Linked DNA regions of Drosophila melanogaster: region 2 is linked to region 1. Evidence: chromatin contacts called from public targeted proximity ligation data. All regions are on one chromosome and are shown on one strand. The core of a region is the stretch at or near the end of the contact, and the rest is flanking DNA. Distances in the headings are between cores, read along the strand shown. Region 1 holds the start of lncRNA:CR45921 (long non-coding RNA:CR45921). Region 2 holds the start of lncRNA:CR45937 (long non-coding RNA:CR45937).

The links.
Region 2: a targeted proximity ligation map of the Kc167 cell line shows a contact between it and region 1, with 4 times the contacts expected there. A contact is called at or near these places in 6 of 107 Hi-C or Micro-C datasets (the Kc167 cell line, the OSC cell line, embryo and 1 more) and 2 of 7 datasets of targeted methods (both in the Kc167 cell line).

What each region holds. Positions count from the first base shown.
Region 1 is chr3L:17,978,975-17,984,621 of dm6, reverse strand. It overlaps lncRNA:CR45921 (long non-coding RNA:CR45921), which reads left to right and starts at 2,781. Exons shown (of 1, transcript NR_133261.1): 1 at 2,781-3,301. The region is part of intron 4 of Eip75B (Ecdysone-induced protein 75B); the gene reads left to right.
Region 2 is chr3L:18,232,106-18,238,321 of dm6, reverse strand. It overlaps lncRNA:CR45937 (long non-coding RNA:CR45937), which reads left to right and starts at 3,562. Exons shown (of 1, transcript NR_133264.1): 1 at 3,562-4,076.

The sequences.
Region 1 (5,647 bases), core at 1,532-4,031:
CGACTACACATCTTCTCAATAATATATTTGACATATTCTCTTATTTATGATCAGATTTAACTACCCAAAATGGTTTTTATTACGCCTCACTTCCACAACCTAAGTCCGCTTGAATTTCATTGAAAACTCTTGACTCCAACCCGTGGAAAATTGTGCGTAAAGTGCGTGACTAAGCCCACCGCCGAGCACCGTTCCCGTTTTCCCGGTGGAAAAGTGGGGGGCGCTGAGGCCAAAACCCTCTCAGGCGTTAAACAACGTTTTGTTTTGGCCACAAATCTCAGACACTCCATGCCGACTGCCGCATGTTGCATGATAATTATGCAACCCGGCTGTGTGCTGCAGGCCAAAAAACATCAGCAACGGGCCAACAGAGTGGCCCCGCCTCCTCGAACCACCTCGAACCATTTCGTCCTCCCCTCATTTTCCTCTGCATCTAATTTTCGTAGTCGTTGCACGCGCTTTCATTGCATGCGTGTGCACTGCAATCCCCCTTCCCACGCCCCTTTAACCCGCTCTCGTGGTTGGGGGCATGCCAAATGGCACTAACTCATTTCCGTCACAAATTCTATGAATGTGTAGCCGGCCCGCCCCTCGGGTGCCACTATTTTTATGGCAATTAATGTGGAACAGGCAGTTTTGGCCTGGTCAACGCTGCGTATGAGTAATCTAATATTTGCCCTGCCCCGTATAGAATTTTAGCTTTTGCCGTTTCTGCACTCTCGCATTGCTCATAATGTGGCTTTCGTTGGCTTTACGGTTGCATTTACGAATCCATATGGGCGTGTCAAGCGGAGGCGGGCAATGCTAACGCACACAGTGCGTATGGATAATATTATAGATAGATAGGCATATACATAATTGGGTTCCGAATGGAGTGATAGAGTGGCAGCAGGCAAGCCGTATCAAAAAGCCATGGAATTACAAATTATTTATTGCTTTTCCATACTTTTATTGGCTGCAAATAATATTTGGCGAAGCTTAGCTGCATTTATTAACTGCATATATTACAGCATAACAGTTTTTGTTAGTTAACTCGAAAGAGATCCATCCTTTGTTTTAGAAAGTTCGTGCAGTTGCCCAATCATTAAAAAGTTATATTTTGGCCCATTATTTTTAAAGAGGCCCTATTGTCCTTACACACGATTATGTCATTGAGCGACGTTTGGCATTTTTTCCTGGTTGTCTCAGCAGTCCGTTTAATAGCTCCCAACATGGAGACCCTTAAGGCTCGATCTGAAAACAACACCTTGCCTCATTTAATGGTGTCGTGCCGTGTCGTGTCGAATCGAATCGAATTGAAGTCGCCTCATGTCAGTCAGGGGCTGTTGTCATAACCTCAAACATGCAACAGACATCTGAAGACAACAAAAAATCCTAGCGAAAATGTCAAGCCGAGTGGAGTTTTGCAGTTTTCAGCAGAATAAGATCAAGCCGCTGGTAATTTATGTTGACTCTGAAAAAAAATCGAATGTAAGACAATTTGAGATAGATTTTTTCTTTTTCGGTACTTCGCGTTGTGCGAAACTCGTTCGGCAGCCTTCAGAAATCCGCAGCACGTACCTTGTTAGCCAGCCCGTACAATCACCTCAACAGAGTTGTCCAAAAGCCCCCCACACAGGCCCCGTGGAAATGGGAAAACGTGACTCGATGGCGGACCCCAGTCAAGTAGATGGAATTGCATTTAATGGGCCCAAGCCTAACCGAACTGAAACGAACCGAGCCGCGCCGATTTTGCCCAGGCATTAAGATCTCACTGTTCTCCTCTACAATTCAAATTCAAAATCGCAATTGATTTCGCTGGGGCTTCGTCTGTTACGTTTGATATTTGAATTTCGAGCCGACACCAATCCATAGGCATTAGGTCCAAGAAAATTTGTATTTTTCGACAACAAATTGAAAAATCAAGCGGCGCTCTCAAGTGGGTGACACATGCAACGAGTCATTCAACTTGAGCGCAATTAATTCATTGAAATCGATGCAGAAACAACATATCAAAGCACTTCAATTATTTGATTGACTCTAGTAACTCGGCTTCTAGTTGAGTTACCAAGGTGTTTTAGCTATTGAATGGGCGCATGAAACACCTTTTTTGAGCGTTTTTTTTTTGTTTTGAGTTGAGTGCCTAATAAAGTGCCTAAGAACCGCCAATAAACTGAAGTTATGTTCTTAGGCATGACATGATCTCATATTTGTGGGTTCATAAAAATAATATGAATACGACGCTATAAAATTTCAAAAATTCCTAATCCCTCATTTTCCTCAGACATTCGCATAACAATTAATTTGGCGGCTAACCCATTTTTTTGTTTTACAGGCGCACAGAAATACTCCGCCAAATAAGTTTGAGTCGGTTTTTTTTTCGGCTTTTCCCTAGTTTTCCAACATGAATTTCATCTAATAATAAAATTGTTTCGAGTGCGAGTGCGGCGACAAATCGTTTTTCAAATGCCTAAAATTCGTGTTTCCGTCAGAGAGCTGTCAGAATAAGTCCCAAAAAAATTAAAAATAAAAGAGCAGAACGACGCGACGTTGTCAGGAATTCACTTGAGAGGCGAAGACTATTTTTAATTGCTTTTAATTAACAGAACCTACAAAATTTTAAGTGACAAGCATAATAATTCTTGCTGCAAGTGTGCGTGTACGTGAGTGCTTGGGTGTGTGTGAGTGTGTGTGTCATTAATGCAATTATTTCGACAGCACAAATGTGCCAGAAAAAAGACGAAAAAAAAGAGGTAAGACGAGCAAAATGCAAAGGAGTCTTTTTTTCGGCAAAGGCATTTTCGCCTGTGTTGTGGGTCACACAGAACATCCGAAGTAGATAAGAAAACGGCTGCCAAGTAAAAGGCAGTCGCATGAAAAGCAAAGGAAAGAGAGAGAGAGACGAATGCAAAATATGCCGCTATACCAAGTGCAATGAACTTTGGGTGGGCGCCGCTGCCAGCGGAAAACTCTGCTGCCGCTCAAAAGCGACGACAAAACAGCGATGGAAAAACGACGACAGAACAGCACGGCACAGCACAGAACTCAACTGAAAAGCCAAGCAAAGCAAAAGCACAGCAAATGCACAGCAAAAGCAACGAAGTCAAGCAAGTTCTAGTTGAGGCAGGCCACCAAAGACCGAAGAACTGCGAAGAACTCGGGCCCAGACCAAAAACAGAGCATGCATGTCATTATAAAAGTCTAGAAATATCGTTTGGACACTGGAAAAAAATATGCAGTCCGAACATAGAGGCAGCGAAATGCTAAACAAATTATTCTACATATAGCTTTCCAGTTATAAAATTGTATGAATCAATAAAGCAAAAAGCCTATTGATACGTATTAAACAAATCAAATGCTGATAAACGGAATATTGTGGGCTAAACTAACTAAACAGTAACACAGTAACAGTTGCTTTACAAAGCTTCCACACACGAAATTCTTTCGGTGCATTTGTATTTGTATGCCCACTGATTAGGCTTGAAGATTTACAGCTAATCTATATTTTAGAATTGTGCTCGTGGAGGGGGTGTTGGCCGCGGGATGTACCCTAATCCAAGAACCATGCCCCTCTGCTAGCAAACCTCTCCAAGCAAACCCGTTGCGGCGTGCCTCCTCGTTTGCGGTTGGGTTTATTGAACCCGCCGAATTGGGTTAGCGTAGGTTAGCTTGGGTTAGGTTAGTTACTCGCCGCCTGCTGCGTTTTTGTATCTGTGTGCTAGTGCGCGCGTATCTGTGTGCGAGTGTGCTTGTTCTAAAATTGTGAAATGCGATAACGACTAACGCTGACTAACACCATACGAACGAGCGTAGTACATATGAAGTTGCTGCCGCGCAGTTCTTGTTGCTTTTGTGGGCTTTGATTTGGTTTAATTGCCCAAGGAATCGCGGGATGGGGTTGGAGGCAAGGCAAACAGTTCGGGTTGCAAATGGGCAGGTGAAGTGGAGCCAGCCTGTCGAGAGGGTTCCCAGTGCTGCTCGGAATCAAAGTTCCATAGCTATGCACTTATGCAGGGTTCCGTGCGGAGTTCTAGTGGCTTCTCGCTTTTGATGGGAGTTGTGATAAGTGGCGGGGTCTCTATGATTGAGTACCTCAAATGGTGGAAATGGCTCGAGATGGTGCGGATAAGATTGCCCGTTGTTAATTGGGCTCTATGTTTTCTGTGGTTTTTTTATTTCAAAAGATCCTAACTAGGCTAGTTGCATTTGAAGTCAGTTTAGCTTGGAATGGGTTGGGATTTGCTTGAGTTGGATTTATTTGTATTCAGTTTAATTTAATTGGTGAAGAAGGTATTTCTTTTTGATTATTCTGGTTGTTTCTCGGAGTTTTGGCCTTAAGATGAGAGGGCAAGAGCAGGTAGAATATTGATATTGATTTATTTTAAACATGGCAATATCTTAATTTTTTAATTATTTTAAGTTGTTCTTGCTAAATAATACAGTCCTTGTTTTGTAATACTTTAAGTCGATTGAATCTAATTGTGTGCTCTCCTCTTGTATTTTCAGGTATGTTCTACACTCCCTTTTTAAATAGGCATTTGTTACCTGAGTAAGTTATTGATATGGGATTGCGTAGAATGCATTCTTGGGATACCACCCCCGCAGATACGAATTCCCCCAAAATTTCCCTCGAATGCAATTACCACGCGACGCAGAAGCGAGCGACCAAAAAAAAACCGACGAACGGACTCGACCGATTAGTGTTCCTTCGAGAGTGTGCGTGCGTATTTGTGTGTGTTGGCAAGCGCCTCGAGTGCGCCTGTGTGTGTGCGTGTGCCACACTGTTCTATGGGGCACTATAGCGAACTATGTGTAAAGTTGTTGCCATGCTCGTTGACTTCGTTGGCTGCAATTGCAATTGCGTAGAGAGGCTCTCCGCAGACACTCGAGGTTATTGAACGGCAGCGACCTCACTTTGCATCGCACTCACATCGAGGCACATGTCCACACACACACACACACACACACACGCACAAACACACATGCAAGCCAACACACATTAGATTGCTGGGCAATTTTCTTGTTGCTCTTGTCGGGCAAACGCAATTTATAAATTAATCAAATAAATTATTGCCATTGGACAAGCACTGTCCGCGCTTGTGATAATCTTGTTGGCCACAAAGCATTTCGGTTCACTTCGATAATGTGGCGCAACGTTCTCGAAATTTTTCGAAAACTTTGCCTTTTCGCCCACTTGTAGCGCGATTATGAGCGGTTTGGGTTTGGGCCGAAAAGTAGACTGGTTAAGGGGCACTTACATGTATTTGGTTAAAAATAAGCAACTTATTATTGCTTAACACGTTGGAAAAATGTACAGGCACCATCTGGACTTACAAGTCCAAATCGCTTGACCAAAACAATGTTGGTCATTTAAATTTTAAACATTAAAGTGATCATAAAATGTAATATTTCTTAAATATTATATTCATCTTATGTGACCATAAAACATGGAAATATTTCCTAACAAATCACACTCATTTAATCAGTTACCCATTGTTTCTCAACCGAATTTTTTGTTGGACCGACCGAATTTGATTAATTACATATAATTTGCTCAGACACCGAAATCTCGTCGATAAAGATCGAATCTCGATGAACGGCTATGCAGCTAAAATTACTATATTCCCAACTGCCTAGAACTCTGAACTCAATATTTCAATTATAGACC
Region 2 (6,216 bases), core at 2,313-4,812, 250 kb before region 1:
TGCATAAAATTGGTAAACAAGCGACGAGTACCAATTTGCTTTACTAACTTATTCAGTGACTGTTTTCCCAGTGTACTGTTAACCACACAAAAGAGGTCCCACCAGATATGGCAACTATTAAATTCTATTTCAGCTGCATTAACCCACATTATTCAGTTTCTTGGCAACCGCAGAGCCGTCTTCATATTTATTAATTACCGTTCAGCAATTCCTTTGTCATTTGGCCATTTGCCCGATTTCTGTATTTCCAGTAAAACAAATTAGTTATGCTGATCAGCTATCGAATTCATCGACCCAGAGTCGAATCGGTAGCCGCATGTTAACCATAGTCACAGCCATTACGCATAAATTTTGACTTGTCTCTGGTTACAACTTGTCTTACCATGCCAACTCATGTTTGTTTCGTGACTCGTGTGTGTTTTTGATAAATTATGTTGATACACTAAAGGGAACGCGGTCCATTAGCTAAGGAGTAACTATTCAAGCAACAAATAAAAACAGAAGCGAAAAGTAGTTTATTTTAAATATGCAAGCTAATAAGTTTTACGACACAAAGGATTAAATTAGTATCCTTATCCTTTTTTACATTTTTAAATTTAATTTAATTAATTTAATTTAACTTTATTACTTTTTATAAACTTTATCTTAAGTATGCATTATTATATACAAAAAAATGATTATTACACCTTGTTAAATTGGATACATTCAAATGTCAATATCAGATTAATGATTTAAGTGATATCTGACAAGGAATTTGATATATCAGATTAAAGATTATTGCGTTGACTATAATTTGAATACAATATCATTGAATGTTATAATTATGTTGTTGAAAACCCGTCAGCATTTGCAACAATATCATTTTTAATGGAAGATAAGAACCATGGGAACCCATTCATTATTTCGAAATCTTCGATCTACATAGTATAATTTTAGCTCTCCGCTCGCAGAACACAGAGTATTGTATCTAGTGTGTATTGCTTGATTTTCAGGTGATCGCTTTGGGCATAAATTTGCCATAATATTGTATCAATTTGGCTTTTGTGTTAATTTGTGTGTGGATCGGTAAATCATCTCGAGGCGTTAGTTTATTGGTCGCGTTGACTTTTGCTTTGATATAGTCTCGGATTTGATGCCCCTTTTTATGGTGGGCGCAATTATCCAGGCCCCAAATCCCGGTAACTGTGCTTTAATGCGCCCCATAAATTGTGGGACATTATGACACGAGCAATAATCCCGATTCCATCTGCAGTCCACACCTCAGCATGCATTTCATTATAAATAGGTTAAGATGCTAAATTTACTGGACATAAAAAGCTGAGAGGAGCCGAGCAGCTCGCACACATATAGCCACATAAACCTTTAAACCTAAACACGCACTTAAGTCATAAAAAAAAAACCAACAACAGCAACTAAGACGAAAAACATGACATTAAATTGCATGAGGTTAAGCAGCGCAGAAGAAGAAGAAGCAGCCGAAGAGGAGAAAAAATAATAATATTGTCTATAGAACCCAGCACAGGTGTTCAGTTGCCGCTGCAGCAGCCATGCACATAAAAAACCAGCAGAAAAAAACACACAACAAACTTAAAATCAAGTTTCAAAGATTCAACGACGTCGACGGCACTTGAACGGCCCCAACGCTGAACTGAGATGAAAATATATACGATTGCGGTCAAGATATTAGGGAATACAGGCAAGTCCTTCTGTCCAAAACGCGCATTTGATCACTTTTATAAATATTTGTTAAGAGGATTTTTATTCCAATTTTTTTATTTCAAATTGAAATTATTTAAAACTTTTATATTATACGAATATATTGAACTATTAATGCTACACATTATACATATGTTTTTAAGGGCTCTACTCTACTAATAAGCAAATTGAAATAGCACAATTAAATAATTTAAATTTACTTTGCTCTATCATCTTGACCGCAGGTGTGGCAGGAGCGAGATGGCAAGCAACCTTTAAATGCGGGCCGAGCAGCATCCAAACGTGATGCGATCGAAGGAATGGTGAGGGGGAATTCATGGGGGCAGGGATGTGTGGTGGGGATATAGTAGAGCCAAACCCAAGTCGCGATCAAGCCGTGCAGGCAGCAACTTGTCGAGACTCGCCCCCATACCCTTGGACGGACTCAAGTGCCTGACTGCCTGATTATGATCGGATCGGAGTGGTGCGCTATATGAGCTGCTCCCGCTGCTAATGCACTGAGAGAAGTCACCTCTATCCTACTTCCCTACAAATATGGCGCACATTGGGTTGACAACTAGCAACAATACACTTTTTGACACATTCTTCAATTTAAGCATACTATTTGCTGCGAAAGCCCTTTAAAGTGACAGAAAAGATTTAATTTTCAATCATATTTAGGTTAATTGTTTTAAGTGTAGGCCTGCTGCCGAGGAGTTGGTGCCTGTCTGCGTGTGTAATAAACATAATGATAATGCCCGCCGCTGTCCGAGTGGTTTGGCTGCCTTCTGCAGCTACCGTGGATGTAATTTACACTTACACTGCGGCTCAACGGTTTCTTTTTTTTTTGGGGCGGGGGGGGCCAAAGGGGCTGGCACTTCGGTCTTAGAGCCGAAGAAATGACACACTTTGGTAGAACCCACATCCAATAACTGCTAACTGATTCCGTTTGCTTTTCCTGGGTTGTGGGTAAAAACCATAAGCGAACGTGATCGAATGGAAAGCCCTCTGGCGGTCATTAGCCGAAGTTCGCTTAAAAGTAAAAGCCATCTGGCGTTTGTAAAAAGGGTAGGAAGTGGGCCTAATGTTCTAGGCTCCGAATAATGGGAGCGGCTTAATACAGTAGGCACTCTAATTGGTGAAAACCTATACTTAGGATAACTAATGCGAAGACGTTGATGCTTAAATCAAAAGAAAATAAAAACATCTTTATTTAAATTGAAAACTGAATTTACCGAGCAGTACCAATATTATTTTCCTTTTTTGTTTCCAATACTTTTTGCAGTCCGTACTGTACTTCTTGTTAAATTATTGCGCAATACCATAAACTCTAGTATATTCATTCCGCTGCATACAAATCAAATCATATTACCCTACGATTTTTAAGAAATATTGCCAAAACCGGGGCACAAATTAAACCAATATAAGCAACGCCCAACGAAGCAGGCCCTACTAAAACCTTGATTTAACCCTTGGGGCGGGCACTCAAAATGGATCGGAACTGAAATGAAACCAGCGAAAAAAGTCGAGAAACGAAGTGGTAAGCAAAACCAGCAGCTGAGTCCCTCAGGCGGCAGTTAATCAACAGTTTTTATGCAAAACTACTAAAGCACACACCACAAAAAAAAAAGTTCAGAAACCAGAACAGGGAAATGAAAAGCGAGCAATAACCCAGGCAGGCAAAAAAACAAAAAAAAAAAAAAAGATGAAGAAAAGCCAAAACGCACACCTCAAGTCCCCAAAACAAGTCAATATGATCGATCGTTTGCTTGATTAAGCCTAATTGAAAACGAAACTGCGGAGAGCCAGAGAATGGAAAGAACCTAAGGAGGAGAGCACCTACCTTCATGCTATCCCCGATCCGATATGATCGGATCCCCGCAGTCATGATCGCTTGCCTGGTTCTTCGGTCGGTCCGGTTCGGTTGGAGCGGTTTGTTCGGTCAGTGGAAATCCGAAATCGGTGGAAACCCACCAGACGGGCCCCACAACTTACTACAAGAATTTTGAAATCAAAACAAAAACGTAAAAGATCAACGCACAAAAAGAGCGCGCCACTGAATTTTGGCGGGAGACTACTGTACCGCTGGATCGGCGAGAATCAGTTGAACAAAACAAACCGATAAAACCGGAGGAGCCTGTAGTAGGCGTAGCCACTGCGCTGGTGGTGGTGTGGCGTGTGTAGAAGATCGAGAAGAACAACAAAATCAAAAAAGAAAACTGGTCAACTTAATCAAAGAGCGGAGAATCCAGAAGATTTGCTGCTCACAGATCTCCAAAGAGCACGACATTTTCAGAGAAATGCAGTCTTACATCGACGAAGAGACGCAAAGAGCAGCAAAGAGACGGAGCGACCGACCAGTGTTGCCGTGCAGCAGGTGGAAAATCAGAGAGCCAGATATCAAAACAAATTTCAAGCTGCCACGAAATACTGCTATCACGAGGAACTTGGCTTCAGAATTATTTATCTTGGAAATATTTAAATACATATGTATATTTAGGAAGATCTTAACTTAGGCTTATCAAATGTCTACCAAAGAACTTACACTAGATACATATTAGAAGACATTTAAAAATTTAAAATATGAGCATAATCTTTTAGTGTATAATTGTGAAATTAGTGAATATGAACATAACAAGCAATTTATACAAATATCCGTTATTTAAATGCAAGTGTTGGATAATAAAAATATTGCCTGATCGATTTCAACAACTATCCGCGGTCGGGCAATTAAGGAACCCTTAATTAATGGTCAATTAAGTACCTTCAACACATGTGTCAGTTGATAAGGAACTTTGGTGGCGGAACCTTTAGCACGGCCACAATTTTCCGCAAGTGAGGCGACCAGAGTCTCTCTACCGGTTTTTTTATTTGGTTTTTTCTCCCCTTTTTTTTTTGTCAACGAGAAAAAAGCGCGCCAAAATGATGCTCCTACTGGGGATTTATAGTCCTTCCTATGTATGTTGGGTGCCATAAAACCTGAAAAAGGACTGAGCGGCGTGCGGACAAGGTGGAATAAAGAAAAGGCTGCGTTTCCACTGGGGAGAGTGTAATAACCCCAAACGGACCCTCGATCCGTCTCCCTTTCTCTTTCTCTTCGTGTCTCTTTCTGGCTGAATTAATTTCACAGCAGAAGCGGAAAGGAGAAGGCCGACGAAGAAGGGAATAGCCGAAAGGAGGAGAACGAGAAGAAAACCAGGCAACGTTACTTGTTTCTTGAAGGGTCCACACGATCGCCCCACGACGTCAATTTGCAAGTTCTTCTTGGAGCCACAGAAACTCAGGCTGCAACTGCGAGGAACCCTCGCTGATTCGTAGCAGAGAGGGTCGATCGAAAGGTACTCGGTGATGGGAATAGTTTGAAGGTCCTTAATTCCCTTGACGGTAGAAATTTTAAAATATTATAAAAAATGGGGCCAATCGACGGTTAGTCAGCAAATAAGAGATGTACTTCTTTTACGATGTTACAAAACTTTCAAAACTACGGAGCAAGAAAGAAAAAATATATCTTAAATTAAAAAAAAAATAAAAACAAAGAAGGTTAAAGTGTAGAAACGTTATGTCTATAAGAACATACATGTATGTTACACATAAATAGTCTTCTGAACTAGTTTGAATCGTTGTTAACACTGTTGTGGAAATGAATCCTCTTAATCGCCATGAAAAGTTCAATGGACCCTCGCAAAGTGCGCAACATTTTGCGGACCGGGTTTGTAGTAGGTAAGCCGTGTTCCTCTTGTGTTTTGATTTTACGGCACAGATGTTTTATTTGCCACAACACACACGCACACAGCAACAAAAAAAGGAAGACAGGAGGGATGGAGCAATCCGAGGAGCGAGCAATCTTCTGTTTACCCTGCCACAGTCTTTCCTCATGATCCTCCACTTCGTGCCTTTTAATGCCTTTAATCCTAGCAAATAATACAAAGGAGAGAACTCTAGGACAAGTGTATGGAGGAATACGAAAAAAGGCTGAAAAGTGGGGAGAACATATAATATACACCGCTAGAAATCGAGGACTTTTCAAAATGCAACAATTACACAGTAGACTATAGAATAAACCTTAAATTTACTTGGTTATATTTAAAGGACCATATCTATGCTACAATATATTTAAAATATCCAATGATAAAGTTGCATTTTCTAAATAATTTACAGCTGGATTTTCAATGATTTTGAATACATGCTGACTTTTTAAATTTGACAGAACTCAAATTAAGTATACGTAAGGCCGTAAGATCTATTGTCTTTCTCCAGTTCAAAATTTAATGGATTACCTCACTAAGATTTTCTCTCTGTGCAGACGACTGTCAGAGGCTTGGGGACTCGACCTGGGACGTGTCTCTGTTTCTGTCCCTGGCATAAAACAGAAAGTGTGCAACACACGCTCTTGAAGCCAAGCAAAAGAGGAGGATCACCATTGCCAACGGTGGCGAGGGGCGGCCAGATCCATGTGGTTGTGGTTCCAACTACGATTGCAGTGAACTTCTAGCCCAGAGTCATTGAACTTGTCCTGGGGAC